Regions from separate parts of the Lactuca sativa genome. Here region 1 is linked to region 2. Evidence: chromatin contacts called from public Hi-C data. All regions are on one chromosome and are shown on one strand. The core of a region is the stretch at or near the end of the contact, and the rest is flanking DNA. Distances in the headings are between cores, read along the strand shown. Region 1 holds the start of LOC111909588 (plasma membrane ATPase 4). Region 2 holds the start of LOC111909590 (adagio protein 1).

Region 1 (3,647 bases), core at 201-2,700, 480 kb after region 2:
TCTAATTATTGTTCGACAAGTCTACACCAAAAACCAATAACTCCAACTCTTGCTTCAACGAGGGAGACTTCGACCTAGATTAGTGATGCTCTAACAAATCAATCAAGCTTCAACCTAGAGATCGATTCCACACAGAAAAATGTGTAGAACAAAAACGCATTATATTTCGTTAATATATCTCTAACATAACTTTAGATTCTAGTGTAATTGTAGTCTGAATGCATGATGTGAACTAGATAATGGAGTATCGTCCTCTGCAATCTTCCTTTGTTTTTTTTAAGGTAAACATAATCGAGTCAATTGTTTGCATTTACAAGTCGATCAAGTCACATCGTTCCAAAATGGTGGGACTCTATCGGGTTTTATTAGTTGTCGGTAGGGCTGTAAATGAACCAAATGAACATGAACAGGGTCTTGTTTATGTTCGTTCGTTTAAATTAGCCGAACAACAAACGAACATGAACAGATAAACGAACAAGATTTTCTTGTTCATGTTCGTTCGTTTATGTTCGTGAACATGCTAAACGGACAAACATAAACGAACAAAGATAAAAAAAAATACAATTGAACATATATGAACATAAACGAATATATAATATAGCAATATAATAAAAAAAACATTTAATATAAATGAATATAAATAAACTTAAACAAACGAACATAAACGAACGGAAACGAACATCATAAACAAATGTTCACAAACATAAATGAACGAACGAGATCATTGTTCATGTTCATTCATTTATTAAATAAACGAACATAAACGAACTTTCCGCCAAGTTCAGTTCGTTTACAGCCCTAGTTGTCGGTGTTGGCATTGATACAAGATTCATAAGTGAGATGATGATGGTGGAAGAGTCTTGAAGATCTTGAAGAAATGTGTGTGTGTGTGTGTGTGAGAGAGGGGGAGGGGGGGGGGGGGGTAAGTGAGGGTAAGATGACCCATTTACTCTAATATTTATATAAACTTAAAAATAAATAAATAAAATTAAAATCAAAATTATCAAATGAATTCTTTTATATTGTTTAGAAATAAATAAGGCTTTGGAATTATATGGACCTTCTCATAAAAAATTAATTAAAATGTAGACTTATGATTTTGTTGTAAATAACATGAGACTATTTATACATATTTATCTAATTTTTTTAACATTCAACATTCAAATAAATCGTACTTAAAAAAAGTCCATATTCATCCAATTTTTATTTAACAACACGTCCTGGGAAAGATTTATCAGGATAATATTATATTTAACGGAAAGATAAGTTTAATGATACACAATTATACATTATAGATTTATAGAGAATATATTTATGATTTTATAAAAAAAGTGATAAAGGATAAAGAAAGAAAAATAATAAAAGGGAGGGTGGAGGTTGGGTAAAGGGGCCCACAATCACATTGGGGTTAGAGGTCATAACGGGTGGTATCTTCAACGAGGGAAGGGGTGTGTGGTGAAGTATAAAGAGACTCATACACCTGAGGTGTAGAAAACCCTTTCCTCAACAACACCAAATCTCTCTCTTTCTCTTTGGGGTTTGAGTACAATTCAAACTCCATTGCTTCTCTCTCTTCATTATAACCTACTGATGCTCTTCTTCATTCATTAATTTCCCCCAATTAAACACATCTCTCTTGCTCTTTTGATTTCTCGGCGTCGTCGCCGCCGTTCATCGGTGTTGTCGTCTCTCAGCCACTGCCAAGATGGGCGGTGATAAAGCGCTTAGTCTCGAAGAGATTAAAAACGAGACTGTTGATCTGGTATGAACAACACTTTCTCTTCTTCTCTAGTCCTTTCTGAGAGATTTTTTTTTTCTGAATAAACTTTGGAAATCAACTTAAGTTTCTGCTGATTTTTTTTTCTTATTTCGATTTGAGATTTGAGATTGAAATCGTCGTTAGCGACATTAACATCATCATTGATTAACGCAGCAACATCATGTTGTTTGTTTTTAATTTGCTTTTTGGTGCGTTCACGCATGTGAACACTTTCCTTCATAAACAAACACCTTACTTCACTTGTTTATTCCTCCTATCAGTTACGAATCGATTAAAATAATGATTTAAATTTCCTGTACGGTTTGCATGCTAATCGACAAAGTTACTTGTTTTTCTTTCCTAAAAATAATTTAAACGTTTTCTTTGCGTTTCCTCTATCGCTTTCAAGGTATGTGTACGATTGCAATTTTGATTTTAACACCTCATGATTCGCTTTTATATATGCCTTTATTACTGTCCAACTTGCGTAATAGAATGAAATTCTTCAATTATTTACTCTATAATTCTCACGAATAATAGAGGTGGATTAATTGTTTTGGTCTCTTAATCAACAGTCTGAGTTTTATTTTAATTCGAATATTGATTGATCTTCTCAATCGTGTGTGGATATTAGAGATGATTGTGAAGAACTCTTTTCACTTTAAATTCAATGGATAGTCAAAGATGGCTTTGTTGATATTTTTAAATTAAGTTGATATAATAAATATAATGGAGTTAATTTGAAAAAAAAAATCTTGGAGGAAATATAACAGAATTTGCAGGTTTTTTAGAATTTTGATTTTTTGTTAAGTTGTTAAGAATATCAGAATCTTTTGATATCATTAGATAAATCAAGATATTTTTGTTAGGCATCAAATCTAGATTTTTTGCTTTTAGGTTCTTGATTTTGATTTAAATTTAAAATAAGGGGTTATGATTTATTTGTCCAACTAACTTACCGTCTTACATTTTTTTTTTTTTCATTTTATGCAGTATAATCACTTATTTTTTTTAATAAATTATGTATTCTGCTGTCACCTTTTTTTTACCAATTTATGTAACAAAATAATTCTCTTATCAAATTATGCATGCATAATTGGTAAATTTGTTAGTGACAAATTAAAATATGATTGAATAAATTGGTAAGAATTTCATCTCATTTTATTATATAGTAAAAATGTATAAAAACAAGTTATTAAATAAATAAGCGAAACAAGAAATCAATGAGTAAATATTGAATAGTTGCAAGATTAAACAAATTTCCGAAATCGAACTTATTTAAGTTAAAAGTAAAATGGTCTTCTATGATTTCGAAATCAATATTGGCTATTAATGCTTACATTCTACGCAATAAATTGTAAGCATTAAATTGTAAGTTGAATCCCTAAAAGAACATGTTTTTATATCATAAAATTATATGGTGCATGAATTATTACCAACTTTTAATCAAAAATTTTGTATACAATACTGATTGTTACACAATTTATATGATTTTCTTATTAACATGTCTTCTACACATTTTAGTGTTCAAAAAATCACCTTAGAAAAAAAAATTAAAGTAATAGTATTTAGTAGCCTATTTTATGCATATATTCTCACTTAAAGTCTTGGATACTTTTGCAAAGTAGTCATTTAGCTTTTGAAATAACGCTTGAGAATAATGTAAATGAATAGACCAACGAACTACAAAAGTCTATAGGTATACTTTTTAAATTAAAAATTAAATAATTGTTAATTTTATTATTTAATTAATTATTTAGTGATAGTACAGTACTTTTAAATAATTCAATGGAATGTGTCTGTGAATGATAGGAAGGTGTTGTGGCATTGTAGGTACATGTCCGTGGTACCCTTGTCTTGTTTTATGTTTTTCTTTTATTTTATTTTA
Region 2 (3,569 bases), core at 391-2,890:
TGTGGACCCCGGGAGTGGGCCCAGGTCGATGTTGGTTTCTGTGAAGAATTGGATTCCGATGATGTGGGTTATTTCATCGTCATCGCCGTATATGGAGGTCATTCGGAGTCTGTTCATAATTGGGGTGCCATCTTTTCTGAAATTTAGGAGTTCTCCTTGGAATTCAATTCCGTTGTTGATGCATCTTCTGATTTCTGAAACTACTGAAGAGTCTACTAATGGATGCCTTCTTTTTGCGTATGGACCTCTGCATTGTAAGAATCGGCTGCAAATATAGATGAAGTGGTATTATAGTAAATAGCAATAATACAATGTATATATTATGAAAGAAAGATGCATCAAGCAATTTTTGGTAATAATGTATTTATTATGCTCTTAATACTCCTAATGGCATTCACCATACTATGCTAGATGCTTAAAAAACACAAACAGGTCTTTTGTGCTCATCATCAAAGATAACATGACCTGAATAATACAATAATTCCATGTGATCTATCAGGATGATTAATGCTTCCCATGTACAATCCAAAAGAAGTTTATTGGTAAGCACATGCATGTCAACATATTATCTAATTAGAATCCTTGACCCCTAAATGACAACATTAGTGCAGAGGGTATATCATGATCTTGTTAAGCTTTATTAACTGTTCAGAATAATTATACCAAGCATATCGAGTAATAATTATTGTACATTGATTATTCTGGATTTCTCATTACTATTAAAACAATTATTAGGTTTGTTTATCCATGCTTGGTGTTATGAAACAAACTCACGGGAATTCAGGGGATTATTTAGATTTACATTATCTTATGTGCAACGCAATTCCTGGTGTTTTTTTTGAAGGTTATTGATGTACTAAAGTGCTAGATTTGAAGGTTATCTATGGTGCATATGTTTCAAAAGAACAAAATTAAGCAAAAACCTACGATATCAAGAACGAGAATATTTCAAAACCCCAAAACACAGTAACCCTAAACAACAAGATCATTTTATAAAAACGAATGGCTCAATTGAGCTAATTTCAATTAGGTGGATTAAAACAGTACTCACCAATTATGACCAAGGACTTCTTCAGCGCGATACCCAGTAACCATCTCGAAAACCGAATTGACGTAGATAATCGGTTGATCAGGCTCTAACGCATCCGTAACCACAAAACCACACGGCGCCGGTTGAAGCAGGCTATCGACGGGGTACGGCAAGGGGCCGCCATCGTTCAATAAAAACCCTTCTTCCTCGTCACCACTCAGATCAGAACTGCTACTGTCCCACTCCATAAAAAGCAAAGCAAATATCGAATAACTGGCGCTTCACCCCATAAGATACACCTCAAATTGAAACAGAAAAAAAAAAAAAAAAAAAAAAAAAAAAAAAAAAAAAACAAATAGAGTGGTAGACAGATGAGTCACTGAAGAAGAAGAAGAAGTAAAAACCCTAATAGAAACAACTATTCCTAGTAAAATCTAGACGAACCTCTGATGAAATAGGGTTTTGTGTGGCTTAATTTCGAGTTATTGGGTTGTGTAAATGAGTGGTGCGTATGAATTTTGCAAATGAGCTCGTACAGAGAGAGAGAGCAACACAGAAGGGGGATGAAGAGGTGATATCGAAATATCTCCACGGCTCTCCTGACTCCACAAAGAATTTGGAAATTTGTATGTTTCCACTCCCCAAAACTGTTTTATCTTTTTTAGTAATAGTGGCCCTTGACTTCTTTCATTTTTTGTTAATTGACTTAATTAATTATGTGAAAAACTAAATATATTAAAGTTACTCATATAAGTGTGGTGTGTATTATACGACTATTTTTTCGAAATTTAAAAAATATCGTAAGAATTTCTTTTATGGATATGTTTTTTTGTTGATAAATATTAGTAACCCTTGAAATAGCAACTTATATCATTCACTAGGTATTAATATTATCGGTCAACCATTAATTATGTCATCTTAAAAACCTTCCATTTAGGCTCACGGATTGTATTTTGTATTCATGGTAGATTAATATTATTATATTCCTCATCCAGCTATTATGAATTTCATATTAAAAGAAATTTTTATAGACTTGTGGCATGCACATGTTATTTGCGAGGATCAAACAAGCCTCTATTTAAGAGAAGTGCAATGATAATAAACATGTTATAACTAACTAAAAATGGTGAATAAGTTTGCGACAACTAAGATTCCTACTAATGTGGGTATAAGTTCATTAGTGATTCAAGTAATTTAATGGCTAGGAAATTATGTATAATCGTGTACATAAATCATCACATGAAATAAGAAACCAAATAACATGAAATAAGCAACCAAAAGCAAAAAAATGACATAAAAGGGATGACCGAAAAAATTAGTGGAAATTATGAAGTGCAAGCAACACATAAGCGTGAATTCCACAAGGATCACACTAAATAATGGCCTATTATATATACACAACTTTTAAAAACATATAATTTTCCAATCTTGGGTTGACTTAACAAAAAAAGTGGACGTGAATTATTATTTATTTAAAAAAAATAAAATAAATTAAATTAAAGGTAATCAGAGGGATAGGGCTCGTGTTTGTGGTAGTTAAGGGGTTATCAGAGCAAGGTTCTAAAAGTTTCGGACTGTGGAATAAATGCACAGATGGAGAAGGGTACCTAAGTAATATAAAATAAAGTGTAAATATAAAATATAAATATATTAATTTCTTTTTCATTTTATACATGCCAAAGTTTCATATTTAAATAAAACTCCCTCTTCTTACTTCTCTCTCTGTTGGTTCATATTGCTTATCATGGCGTTCTTTAGAATTTTGATCCAGATCGAGTGTTGTGTATGTCTACTAAATTCATTTGATGATTGTAAGTATTTCCTTTTGTTTATCAATCGAAAACATATAGTATAATATAGTTTCATATGGTTAAAAACATCCGAAACTATATTTTAATTCCTCTCTGCGATTAGATTTATACATTTTTATCATGCTTATATATAATTAATACAATCATAGCAAAAAATTGGATAGATCATAGATGTAATTCAATTGCTTTGTTCTGTATTCAGATCTAAGCCTCAAACTCCATATGTTTATAACGAGACTATATACATCCTCTAACAGCCATTTGGATTTCAATCTCCAACAACAATCTTTGGGCTACTTCGTTGAAATCACAAGGTAACCAATTTAAACAGAGCACGTCTAGTGTATGGAATTTGTCAAGAATTGTCTCCATAGAAATTATGTTTACCAAGTTTATGAATAAAGATGAAGAATAAAAAGGAGTAATGATGAGGTTTGTAACAATGGAAATGGAAAGGAGCAAAAGATGGAAGATAAAGCTGGCCTAATTGTTACGATGCTTCACTCAGAAGAGTTGGGAGCTTGTAAAGATGAGAAGGAGGTTAAAGCGTCAAGAATTGAAAACCTCGATTGGGGCGAGTAATGACTAATTAAACGGACATTGTTTGTTATTTCATGATTAAACGGTGCACTTTTACCATTCCTACAGGTGTACAAAAAGTTAAATATATGGTGTCCCTTATAAGCATTTACTTAGAGTATTTTGGATTTAGATTATTTCAAAAAGGA

What was found. Hi-C and Micro-C count contacts between places; a contact is called where the count stands out from the background.
Region 1: a Hi-C map of leaf shows a contact between it and region 2, with 3 times the contacts expected there. The contact joins the promoter of LOC111909588 here to the promoter of LOC111909590 in region 2. A contact is called at or near these places in 2 of 4 Hi-C or Micro-C datasets (both in leaf).

The regions. Positions count from the first base shown.
Region 1 is chr8:104,972,879-104,976,525 of Lsat_Salinas_v11, forward strand. LOC111909588 (plasma membrane ATPase 4) reads left to right here and starts at 1,451. Exons shown (of 15, transcript XM_023905376.2): 1 at 1,451-1,762. The coding sequence starts at 1,706.
Region 2 is chr8:104,496,050-104,499,618 of Lsat_Salinas_v11, forward strand. LOC111909590 (adagio protein 1) reads right to left here and starts at 1,641. Exons shown (of 2, transcript XM_023905377.3): 1 at 1,052-1,641; 2 at 1-265. The coding sequence starts at 1,278. It overlaps LOC111909591 (a long non-coding RNA gene), which reads left to right and starts at 2,625. Exons shown (of 2, transcript XR_002856247.3): 1 at 2,625-2,841; 2 at 3,044-3,569.